Regions from separate parts of the Zea mays genome. Here region 1 is linked to region 2. Evidence: chromatin contacts called from public Hi-C data. All regions are on one chromosome and are shown on one strand. Each heading gives the region's core, a stretch centred on a gene start, on an enhancer-like site or on the middle of the called end of the contact. The rest is flanking DNA. Distances are from core to core; before and after follow the strand shown. Region 1 holds the start of LOC100282981 (Glyceraldehyde-3-phosphate dehydrogenase, cytosolic). Region 2 holds the start of LOC100281976 (splicing factor, arginine/serine-rich 12).

Region 1 (6,052 bases), core at 125-2,624, 330 kb after region 2:
TGGAATATCTCTACATGCAACCACCCGGAGATCTCGCACGCAATGTGCGTGGCCATTACTTTTGGTTGATGTGACAGTCTAGGTGTGGGGTATTTGATAACCATATAAATGTCACGACGTGATTGTGCACGGTCACAAGTCAAAGTCACGCGATAAATAACGCAATCGTGCACGCACGCGCGCGACATTCTCTATAACCCTTTATTTGTCTAATGTAAAGAGTATGGAACACTCACACATATAAGTTAGTTCTATCTTGTATAGACGAGCAATATGAGACTAAAACCACATGTCATCTCTACATACTATCTTAGCTTACTTATTGAATTGGGTTACACACTTGTGGGCCTAATTACAACAATTATATCTCCAAAGAGTCCAAACATGAATTTTCATTTGCATGTTATGCTTCGAAAGTGTCAAAAACACACTCTAACCTAGCCTGGTACATCTATCACAGCTATGGAAAAACAAGGGCGAATAACCAACAACAAATATCCCCTAGGAATACTGCTTCAGAAACTTGATCACCATGTATTACTCGACAGTTCTACAGTTCTCGGAGTCTATTTACGGCGCAAAATCCGCAAGAATCATTTATATTTTTTCTGTAGAAATCAATTTACTTCTATATTAAAGACACAAGAGCAGAAAAAAAATAATCTCCACACTCTAAAGAGATCTTTAGACTTTTTAGATTAATGTGTTTTAATAGAGTACGTAAATTATAGAGAGACTCAGAGACAGAACAGCGCACAAAGCAATCAGAACCTGCATCAGTAGACAAGTAGACAAGGGGCGTTCTCGTGGTGCATCTCCGAATTGTTATGAACAATGACATCACGACAGCAACACCACCTACCCATCGTTTTTACGGGTTCCGCCTAAGATGTCGGTGCTTACGATCAGTGCCCAAACCCTAGGCGACGCGTACTTGAGCAAAAAACTAATCACCAAACGTGAGAGGGCAGAGGAGAATACGAAGGCAAAATCGAAATCAGCTGGATGGGAGAAACATCGATGCGGTCAAATCTAGCCGCATAGAGCCATATAGACGAATGGAAATTGATCTCCTTTGTTAATTACTACTAATCGCAGCCTGATGGGACCCCTGGTTGTCCTTTACCGGAGTGGTTAGGAGTATATTAGAGCACGGGAGCCATACAGGCGCAGCAGGACGCGAGAAGAGAACGTGAAGGGCCCCACGACCGAGCCGAACGCAGCGCGGTCGCACGGACAACCGCCACCGCCACCGCCACCTACCCACCCGGGCCGGCGGGGGGCGTTGCACGTTCCGCTGCGCAGGCCACTTTTTTTATTTTTTTATTACATTTTCCTCTTCCTTTTTATACGAACGAGGAACGATCACACGCAGACACGCTTCCGCGGCGCCACCACCTTCCGCCCTCCGCTGCCCGCTCGCCTCCGCGCCCGAAAGGCAAAGCCTCCTCGCTCCTGCCCCGCCCCCTCCTCGCGGCGTCGGTCAAACCCTAGCACACCGTACGCGCAGGCCCGCCCGCTCCCATTCCCCACCTCCACCCATGGCGGCGCTCTCCGCGCCCCTCCGCGCCGTCGCCGCCGGATCCCGCGTCGCCGCGTCCGACCCCGTCAAGGTACACCCTCGTGCTCTCTCTGTCTCCCGCGTGCATGCCGGGTATTTTTTTTCGCCTTCCGTATCGTTTTCGATTCGCTGGAGCAGCTCGCTCGCTTGCTCGCTCGCGCGGGTGGGTGGGTCGCGGGTTCCTTTCACGGATTCATTGCCGCGCCTAGATTTGGCCCCGGTCCAAGTCTGGCGGCAGCGGTTCGGCGGAGTGCTCGACCGTGTGCTAGGCCGACATGTTCTCCCCCGCGTTCCGGCTGTTTGTTTGGACTTTGGAGTGCGAAACTGCAGGCTACAGGGAATCGGGGTTTTCTCACCGTACTATTTTTGTTTTATTTCAAAAATTCTGGGAACTCGGAGTTTTGTCCCGAGCTCGTTCCAGGTGCCCCTCGGGAGGGCATCAGTTTCCTGTTGATTGCAATGCCCTCATCCTCACCCCTGACGGAATGGCCTACGATTCCTAGCACATTGCAGCGCCCCCACTGATGCGATTTGGCTGTCATGCTTGTACTTGTAGGTCTCGTGCGTGAGGAGCACTGGCTCAGCTCACTTCGGCTGCGCCTTCCCCTACATCAGGGCCTCCTCTTCGGCGTAAGTGCTTGCTTTCAACGCCGTAGTCACTGTCGCCTTGTAAATGTAGTTTCAGGCATTGCTATTGTCCGTCTAACTCACTGTGAATTGAAGTGCGAGGAACCTCGAGCCGCTGAGGGCGATAGCCACGCAGGCGCCCCCTGCCATGCCACGTAAGTAGCTGTCGTGCCGACCAAACGTTTCATGTGAGCTGTGCAGCCTGCGGTGGATTTGTAATTTTCTTCTTCCTTTGTTTCTCTGTAGAATATTCGAGTGGGGAGAAGACAAAGATTGGCATCAACGGTGAGTTCTTTTATGTACTGTTGTAGGAACTAAAATGACGTGGAAACTGTTGTATTGTGATCTGAATGAGACAGATCGACCGTTGACCACCTTGGGCTTTTGCTGGTCAATGTGTTTTGTCTTAGGCTTGGCTGGCCTTTCTCACCAATATCTACTGTGTGCTGCAATCACACTACTTGAGATGTCATGTTTTAAGGTTTTACAAAGGCAGTTTTTAGTTCCTGGTTGAGTATTTGTTGCACTAGCTAACTACATCTAGCAAATAGATCATTCTTTGCTTTCTGAGTTACTTTGCAGTTGAATGCAAGTATGGACTAGGTGAATTATATCAGATCCTATTTCTGATTTGTTATTCCCCCCTTCTTTTCTTGTTACTGTAGGGTTTGGGCGGATTGGCAGGTTGGTCCTGCGAATTGCAACCAGCAGAGATGATATTGAAGTTGTGGCTGTGAATGACCCTTTCATTGATGCTAAGTACATGGTAAGGAAGCTAATTCTTATTTTGGTTATAATATTTCACATGTCAGATTCTGGACGTTTCATTTGACAACAATGAGCTAATTAAGAGTTTTGTTTGCATTTTCCTTCTGATCATTTGGGAACTGCTCTACCTGAGCAGAGATACACAGTTACAGCCCTGACTACAACACTAGCTCAATTGAAATAATTCTCTTTAATCTGATGCAAACCAAAATTCCTGTTAGCCCATTTATGTTATGTTTCATGTGCTTTCACTTGCTTTAGTATGTTATGCATGCGGTAGCTTTACAAAATAACTGCTATACTGATCCTTCATGTTGTTTTTCTTTTTTTTCTTTTTCTTTACTAAAACATTGTTTTCTATTCTTCCAACAAGTTTCCAAATTCTGTATGTCAAGCGAATGCACATTATTCACGGGAACAATGCAGCTAATGTGGAACCAGCAGATTTTTTAGTTCTATTACATTTTTTACTTCACTGTTGGTTTAACAACTGTCAATTTCTCTGCATGAGGTTTGGTATTATTTGTGTTTTCTATATAATCTCCCCCTTTCCAGGCCTATATGTTCAAGTATGATTCCACTCATGGCCCGTTTAAAGGTTCTATTCGTGTCGTGGATGATTCAACCCTCGAGATCAATGGGAAGAAGGTCACAATTACAAGCAAAAGGTAATGTTCATTGAGTTCACATCAGTATCTTATTTGACTATTGTACATGACATTGTTATATTGCAGTTGTGCTAGTAAGGTTGGTTTTGGTGAATACTTGTGGGTTGATACCTTTTTGTTTGCTATGAATACATGTTTATTTCAGTCTGTTTTGTAGACACAACTCATTACACTTTATAACTTGCCAGCTTGCCATGCTGTATGCCAAATTTCTTTGATCTGTTAAAATGTCCAGCATTTTATGTAGACATACAATGTTTGTAAACATTATACTTATGCTATTTTTGGAGCACAAGCATGACACTTTTGTATTTCTGGAGTACTGCACCACTACCATCTTTTGCGCTTATCATAGTCATATAATGATTTGTTGTGTTTTGCATTGCTATTTCTTGGTCTGCAGTTTTACCGTTTTACCATTTTTTACTCCAAGATATGTCTAAGAATTCACAACATTTTGCTTCTATATTCCAGAGATCCTGCAGAGATTCCATGGGGTAACTTTGGGGCTGAATATGTTGTTGAATCTTCTGGTGTCTTCACGACGACTGATAAAGCATCAGCACACTTAAAGGTTTGTGTACCAGACTACCACCAGTCTTCAACAATGACATCTATTAACTAACTACATATCTTTTCATATCGAAAACATGTTGAGGTTTCTGCTGTCTTATTTACAGGGTGGTGCAAAGAAAGTGGTGATATCTGCACCATCAGCTGATGCTCCCATGTTTGTAGTTGGAGTTAATGAGAATAGCTATGATCCAAAGATGAATGTTGTTTCTAATGCAAGTTGCACTACCAACTGCCTTGCTCCACTTGCCAAGGTCATTTTTCTTATTGCTGCCTGTTTCCCAGTTTCCAGTTTCTGCCAACAACAGTTCTTGACAATCACAATAAAAATGGCTCTTGTGCTTATTTTCTGCCTTTCCAAACACTGATTTATTAACGACGGTGTGCAGGTTGTCCATGAGGAATTTGGCATCGTGGAGGGCCTTATGACAACTGTTCATGCAACAACAGGTTGGCAACTGACTTTTATCCAGTGTCTACCTGTTAAGTCATTTGCCATTTTCGTGCATTTTCAAAAATGGTTGTCATGAAAATGTTACTTTACCATGTCCAGCTACCCAGAAGACCGTCGATGGTCCTTCGATGAAGGATTGGAGAGGAGGACGTGGTGCTGCCCAAAACATAATTCCCAGCTCCACTGGTGCAGCAAAGGTAGCTGAAGCCAAAGGCACACCATGTTTAGTTTAGACTCAAATTTTGCACTTACTGGTTTCACTTTATTGTCAGGCTGTTGGAAAAGTCCTGCCTGAGCTGAATGGAAAACTCACTGGTATGGCCTTCCGAGTTCCAACACCAAATGTCTCTGTTGTGGATTTGACATGCCGGATTGAGAAAAGCGCCTCCTATGATGATGTGAAAGCAGCCATCAAGTATGTAGAAGTACCTTGTTATTTCCGTCTGCTTTGTTATTCCTATGAGTGGAAACACAACCTCTTGATAAATTAGTAATAAATGATTTCAAGGCTCACAAAATGACCATAGCACTTTATACTGTGGAGCACATGATTCACATCAACTAGAGATAGTTCTAGCATGTGTTAGATCTAGAGATGGGTAACAAAATATCTCTGTCCAACATCTTGCTCACTGTAGGCTGCACAATTCGACTGTGGATAACTCAATCGCATGCGCTAATCTGGCCTCACTGGAATATCTGTGTGAAATTCATTTGAAGTGTGTTCTGATGCACTATTCCTAAGATTTGTGCAGAGAGAACCATATCTCTGTCCAACATCTTGCTCACTGTAGGCTGCACAATTCGACTGTGGATAGCTTAATCGCATCACACTGGAATATCTGTGTGAAATTCATTTGAAGTGTGTTCTGATGCACTATTCCTAAGATTTATGCAGAGAGAACCATGTGCATATTATCGACCAACCTACAGTGGATCTTACACAATCTTTTTTTTTTCAGGACGGCATCAGAGGGTGCACTCAAAGGTATTCTTGGCTACACAGACGAGGATGTTGTTTCCAATGATTTTGTTGGTGATTCAAGGTGACTATTTTGATCCAGCGACGCAACCTTATTTTGGCCTGTGAGTTGGAATGTAGCTGAAATCACTATCATTGCCTTTGTATATCAGGTCAAGCATCTTTGATGCCAAGGCTGGTATTGGACTGAGCTCTTCCTTCATGAAGCTCGTGTCTTGGTATGACAACGAGTGGGGCTACAGGTAGGAGTTCGCTACTTTGTTTCGTTGCGTTATTTGTTGAAGGGTACACCTTCCACGCTGCTAAGATCATTTGTTTGCTTTGACAGCAACCGGGTTCTGGATCTGATCGCTCACATGGCTCTTGTGAGCGCCAAGCACTGATGTTCGTACTCGTTCCTCCAGTACCAGTAGTAGCCT
Region 2 (5,655 bases), core at 190-2,689:
GACGATATGGGGGTTGCGGCCAGGGTAGCGGGCAGCGCTGCAGACTGGCCCGACGACGGCGGCGGCTGCTGCACCGGCGATGGCGGCTTGGAGGGGGCGGACGTGCTCATGATCGTCGAGGTCTCTGATACCAGATTGTTATGTACCAAATCCTCTAGCCTGACTGATCGTAGGTTATAGCGGTGGGAGATTGGGGGACAAGGCTTGAAGTGCAACGAACGCCGAGCCGGCGCCGTAATTGACGGCGTAGCCCACAGGGGCGGCCAGCTAGGGCTAGAGGTAGCGGCTAGGGCTAGAACTGGAGGAATCCCGACTCCCTAAAGGAAGCCGGAAACAATCTTGTTTCTGCTTGACAATCTCAAGGTGTCTTACAAGTATTTATATGGAAGCTAGCTATCTAGATAAGTATGAACTAAGCTATCTAGATAAGTATGGATAAGTATGAACTATGGGCCTTGGGCCCTATCCTAAGGCCCTGTAGCGCCTAGTATAGGCCTGGCCGTACATAACACCAACACTCCTACATTTTCTATTTCAGAGCACCATTCCATTATAGACCCATGACAAGCATAATGTTCCGCAACAATTTATCCAAGTCAAAAAACGTAGCCCTAAAGAGGTACCAAATATCAGTAATTCAAAGGAACCGAATATGCCAATGTTAACTATTTACTTGGCACTGCCCAACAAAACTGAGTCTGAATATAACGTCACTCGTTAAAGAACTTACAGCGTCCTTGTCTTTTCTCTTGCTCGTCTTCTCCTTGGAATGCCTATCCTTCGAATCTCTCTCTATCAACACAGAAACACACATCAAAGTCACAACCTATCAAAGCTTTATTTCACATAACCATAGTGTACATGGAGCGAGCAGAAATTCACTTAACACGCTGAGCCTCGAAAACACAGAAATAAGCGCTTTTTTTTCAGAAAATGATAACCGAAGCTGTAACGATTTAGCATTCTTGGAATGTTTTTGTGACATAACATCCTTGGAATGTTGACGAAATCAAAGAACCGGAAGCTGTAACGATTTAGGAACCCAACCTTTTCCTTTGTTCCTGTCGATGTGTTTCCCCTTCTTCTTGTGTCTGTCATCGTCATCCTCCCTGTCGTCTCGGCTCCTCCTCTTGCTCTCCTTCTTGTCCCGCCTCTTCCGTTCCCCCCCTTCTTCATCCGCTAAACCAAGGAAGAAAGAAATCGATGGTCCGCAGCAAAACGAACCGACGGATTCAACCAAATAGGGGATACGATAGGTATCCCTGGGTGGCTGGGTACCTGAGGAGGTAGAAGAGCGGCGTTTCTTGGACTTGCCCTCGCCGCCGCCCATCGTCGCCGTCGGTGGTCCCGGCCTCGTCGGCCGCCCCGGGTTACAGAGGAGCGAAGGAACTGAGGAGTCCGGGAGCCTCGTGTTGGGCCCAAGTGTAAAGCCCATGTATTTTTGGCCCGCAAAGTCTGTGGATCAGGGACATACAGATACAGGTGATTCCGAAACATTTGAGGGCTTGTATGCAAAGTGATCCACGGGACTGCGGGAGCTAGGGTGAAACCGGATTACCCAGAGTATCGGATACAAATCTCTACTACTCTTAGAGTTGATTTGGTGACAAGGGGATCCCGGGAGGATTGGAGGCTCCAATCCTCCCGGGATCCCGGATCACCAAATCAGCCCTTAAGGGTAAGGAGGGCGTCCACCACGGCTCCGCCCTCCCCCCTCCCCGCTAATCTCGCCGCGTGAACACCGCGCACGCCCTCGTTAATCTCGACGGCTCCGCCCTCGCCCTCCTCCCCCCTATCTCCTCGTAGTCATCGCCCCTCCCCACCGCGCCTGCGCCCCATCATCGTCGCACCCGCCCCCACTCCTAGATCCGTCGTCCCTCACTGCGGTTTGATCCCACAGCCTCCCCCTTGATGCCCTCTCCTCCTCTCCCTCTGCCACAATGCTGGCTGCCACCACCTCCGTCAAGCCTCCACCACCGCGACATCGGACTCTAGTGGCTGGGGCAACTTCTCCGTGGTTGTGGCGGGCTCCAATTTCGCGGTCGACATCGAGGAGAGACAGGTCGTGTGTATCCAGGGCACGGATAGATGCCGAGAGATTTGGCTCTAGCGGCTGGCTGGGTCGTCGAGGAGAGGAGGACCGCGAGCGCATTGTCCCTCACCGGTGCCTCAAGCGGCTCCGTGACACGTACGTGTCCTCCAGCCTATGGCTGGCTCCTCCCCCACCATAGGGTATGGCACCGGTGCACCCTACTGCGCCACGATGACCCACGGAATGGAGATGGCCTTCGAGTGGGTGGTTCAACTCAAGGAGTACCACGAGAAGTTGCTGGTGGAGATCTACAGGTCGCCTCTCCTCTCTTTGCCTCGATCTAGATCCATCCCATACTTCTGTGGCACCACCCCCTCTCCCTCTTTGCCTCAATGCAGATTCATCCCATACCTCTGTGGTACCACCCCTCTCCCTCCTCTCCGCTCCTCCTAGGTGTCGTCGTAGGGAAGTGGAGTAGAAATCGTAGGGAAGCTGAGTAGCTAGAGCCGCTTGGAGATCAGATTGCATGGCTCTTTCAGAAAAAGGGTCGGGGATCTAGTTAAAAAACCAAGTAAAGTCACCTTTTCGACAATCTCCTTTCCATAAAAAGCGCTCATGTCTTTGCATATTGCTTGCTTTTGCTACAACAAAAGGCATGTGCTCCTTTTGGCCAATCATCTACTCATGTTCAGACTGCAGTTAACTGTAGTGGCTAACGAGTGGATGTGAGCCCAAAAAATTGGATCTTGACTCTTGAGCCATTGTTACTTTAATTGTTAACCATCATAATCCATCTTGAATTCTTGGTCTTATGCTACTCAAGGCGGTAATCATCTGCTCGTGCTATCCCTTTAATACGTTGATTTATAGAGTACTGGAAATTTGTGTTCTTCTTAACTTTTTTGCTTTATCTACTTTTCTTTCTTTTAGTTCTTCCACCAAACCAATTGATTATTATGATTACCTAAAGTCCACCTCAAACATGCAGTTTAGCTCTGAAAAGTATATATCTCACATCATATATTTATTTATTGACCAATCGATGCCCTTTTGGGACAACCTCTAGAAAATAGATCACACTGGATTTTTTTTAATCACAACAATTTGGTTTCATTTGTCAATTGAGATAGAACCCTTTTTCCATTGTAAAGATCGTGAATAATTCACATGTTTCGCTTTACTCAATTCATAATCTAACAATTATTTTAAAGCTTCACATTTATGAGTTGATGCAATTGCTGACGAATTAACCACATTACTATAAGGCAGGCAGGAGCGCTCCACATTCATTAAGGCATACATTCGTAGATGGAAGCATAAGTGAACTATCATTTGATGGGCCCTTGAGAAATCCATGTCATCATCAGCAAGGTGAGCTAAGATCCTCATGTAATTTTCACTCAGAGTCCTTGTGTCATGTGTACTCTGTTATGTCATCATCTGATTATTTTATGGTTACCATTAAGTTTGTAGATAGTTAACAATATATTTTTATTCCTGATGTTCTTGACCTACGGTGCATTTTTTCTGAACATTCAACACAAATATCAGTGTATATATCTTCATATTAACAAGAGAATGAAATAGTCACATACAACACAACCCCCTTATCTCAGAAGAGAATAGGAAAAGGTTGCCTAAAAGACTAGGAAAGAATACCTAAAACAAGCTGGTGGCCATGAGCACCAAATGTGTGGAAACAGAGCCGGTGGCCATGAGCACCAAATATTTCAAAAGTTCAGATCATGTAACATGTGGTTCTTCAATTGGCGATGGCAATATGGTAGTCAGATGGTTGTTATAGCATTGCCAATAGCCCAACATGTTCAAATCAGGGTATGTTATGTACCATGTTAATTGAAACTATCTATTTGACATTCATATTGTCAACTGTGCTTATGGCCATGAGCACCAAATGTGTGGAAACAGAGCAGAAATCTGAATTAGTATTGGAATATGTGAATGATTGTCATTTGCACGATGTGATGGTGTAGTTTTGTAACAGATTAGTCATTGATGATGCATATTAGTGCTATTAGATTGTGAACGACCTTGATTTGATTTTGCTAAGTGTTATCTATGCTTTTGTTTTGGGACTTTAGAGTGTTGCCTATGCTTTTGTTGGGTATCCTGTTTATTATTGATGAGCTATCACCCGAAAGTTCCTTTTTTAATTCAATCTGAGCTTCAAGATTACCATTGCCTGCATCCAGTTTATTTCTACTGGAATAGATTGATGAGCTATCACTTGAAATTAATTTTTAGTTCAATTTGAGCTTAAAGATTACCCTTGGTTGCATCCAGTTTATTTCTTCTGAAGTAGATGGACTCAGTGATTGGAGTAAGTTGTACGTGGTTGGGTTCTTCTCTACTCCTATAAATATCTTTTAATATAAAGCAGGAGATTCAAATTTCTAGTTAAATTAAAAATGTGCACAAGATAAACCATAAAACAACTAAAATGTACTTACCCGCAAGGCCACACTTTATTTCCGATTTGTTTGACGATCACACTTCCCCTGTAGGCGCAAATATGTGTCTGAAAATCGATAGATGAGGTGCTCGACTCTGCCACCCTCGGAGTCCATTACTCCGCACTCCGTTTGGACGACCTCAACATCCAGGCTTCTGCCACGTCATACAAGAAATAAGTAACAATGTTTTACCTGGAGAATGGCCACTAGGAGCCCTTCGTCTTTGGTTGGTATATATAATTTTGATTGATTGGTTGGTTGATGAGTATGGAGTATACATGTTGGCCGACCCATCCATGCAATAGTGGGAAAACTAAAACCTTTATGCTATTTTGCATGCACTGTGATTATTTAAATGGCTTCATTTGGAAAAAAGGGTTTTATGAGAGCAAGCATGAAGAGAAAAATGATGAGAATTCAGACAGCAACCTTGCATTCACTGGTGAGATTTTATTATATGTTGTAGAATATTTTACTTTGTTGGTTTCATGTTTTTGAAGAGTTTGTAGGATGACTTCGAAGTTCCAGTGAGGTTCATTGTGACTGGAAACTCAGTACGGCAGTAACACACAACCTTATGATAGGAGCTCCAATAATCTGCACAATCAGGTGCATGTGCATTGGCTAGATTTCAGATTTGGCAGGTTTGGGTTTGCATAGCTTATTTAGGAGTCTATGCCGATTAGATTTGCTGAAAAATAAAGGTAACTCAATTCACACTCGACAGTGCTTTGACACCACCCTTTCTTTTCTTTTTATGAGAATGCTTCACTACCGTCTACTGCGAGTAACATCATGGAATCTTTACCAATACTACAATGCGTACATAACTACATATGCTTATGTTGATTATAGCTTCTCATTATCGTTTTGAGCAACAAATTTACCGCACGTACTTTGTGAGAAGCAGGGGAAGATCAATGAAGATTATAAGAAGTTGTAGGATGGATGGCTGGATAATGGGGACAAAGTCCCTCCCGCTGAATTTGCTAAGGTAATAAGGGCCCGAATGATGGGCACTCCTACAACTGAACTATATCCTTCATGATTCTTTCGGCCTATATATGTCTCGTTTTATTGCTACTATATTGTAGGCTAAAACAAAAGCCTATGAAGGAGCTGAGAAGAATGAGTTAAATAAAATGGAAT

Evidence for each region. A called contact is a pair of places that touch in the nucleus more often than the background predicts.
Region 1: a contact with region 2 is called in a Hi-C map of ear, with 1.9 times the contacts expected there. The contact joins the promoter of LOC100282981 here to the promoter of LOC100281976 in region 2. A contact is called at or near these places in 2 of 25 Hi-C or Micro-C datasets (ear and tassel).

Annotation. Positions count from the first base shown.
Region 1 is chr5:87,274,948-87,280,999 of Zm-B73-REFERENCE-NAM-5.0, forward strand. It overlaps LOC100282981 (Glyceraldehyde-3-phosphate dehydrogenase, cytosolic), which reads left to right and starts at 1,375. Exons shown (of 14, transcript NM_001155885.2): 1 at 1,375-1,613; 2 at 2,118-2,191; 3 at 2,285-2,343; 4 at 2,435-2,473; 5 at 2,854-2,954; 6 at 3,512-3,624; 7 at 4,099-4,198; 8 at 4,305-4,451; 9 at 4,587-4,647; 10 at 4,751-4,848; 11 at 4,924-5,066; 12 at 5,614-5,697; 13 at 5,786-5,875; 14 at 5,962-6,052. The coding sequence starts at 1,542. The coding sequence ends at 6,016.
Region 2 is chr5:86,949,424-86,955,078 of Zm-B73-REFERENCE-NAM-5.0, forward strand. It overlaps LOC100281976 (splicing factor, arginine/serine-rich 12), which reads right to left and starts at 1,440. Exons shown (of 4, transcript NM_001154893.2): 1 at 1,279-1,440; 2 at 1,048-1,179; 3 at 731-792. The coding sequence starts at 1,330.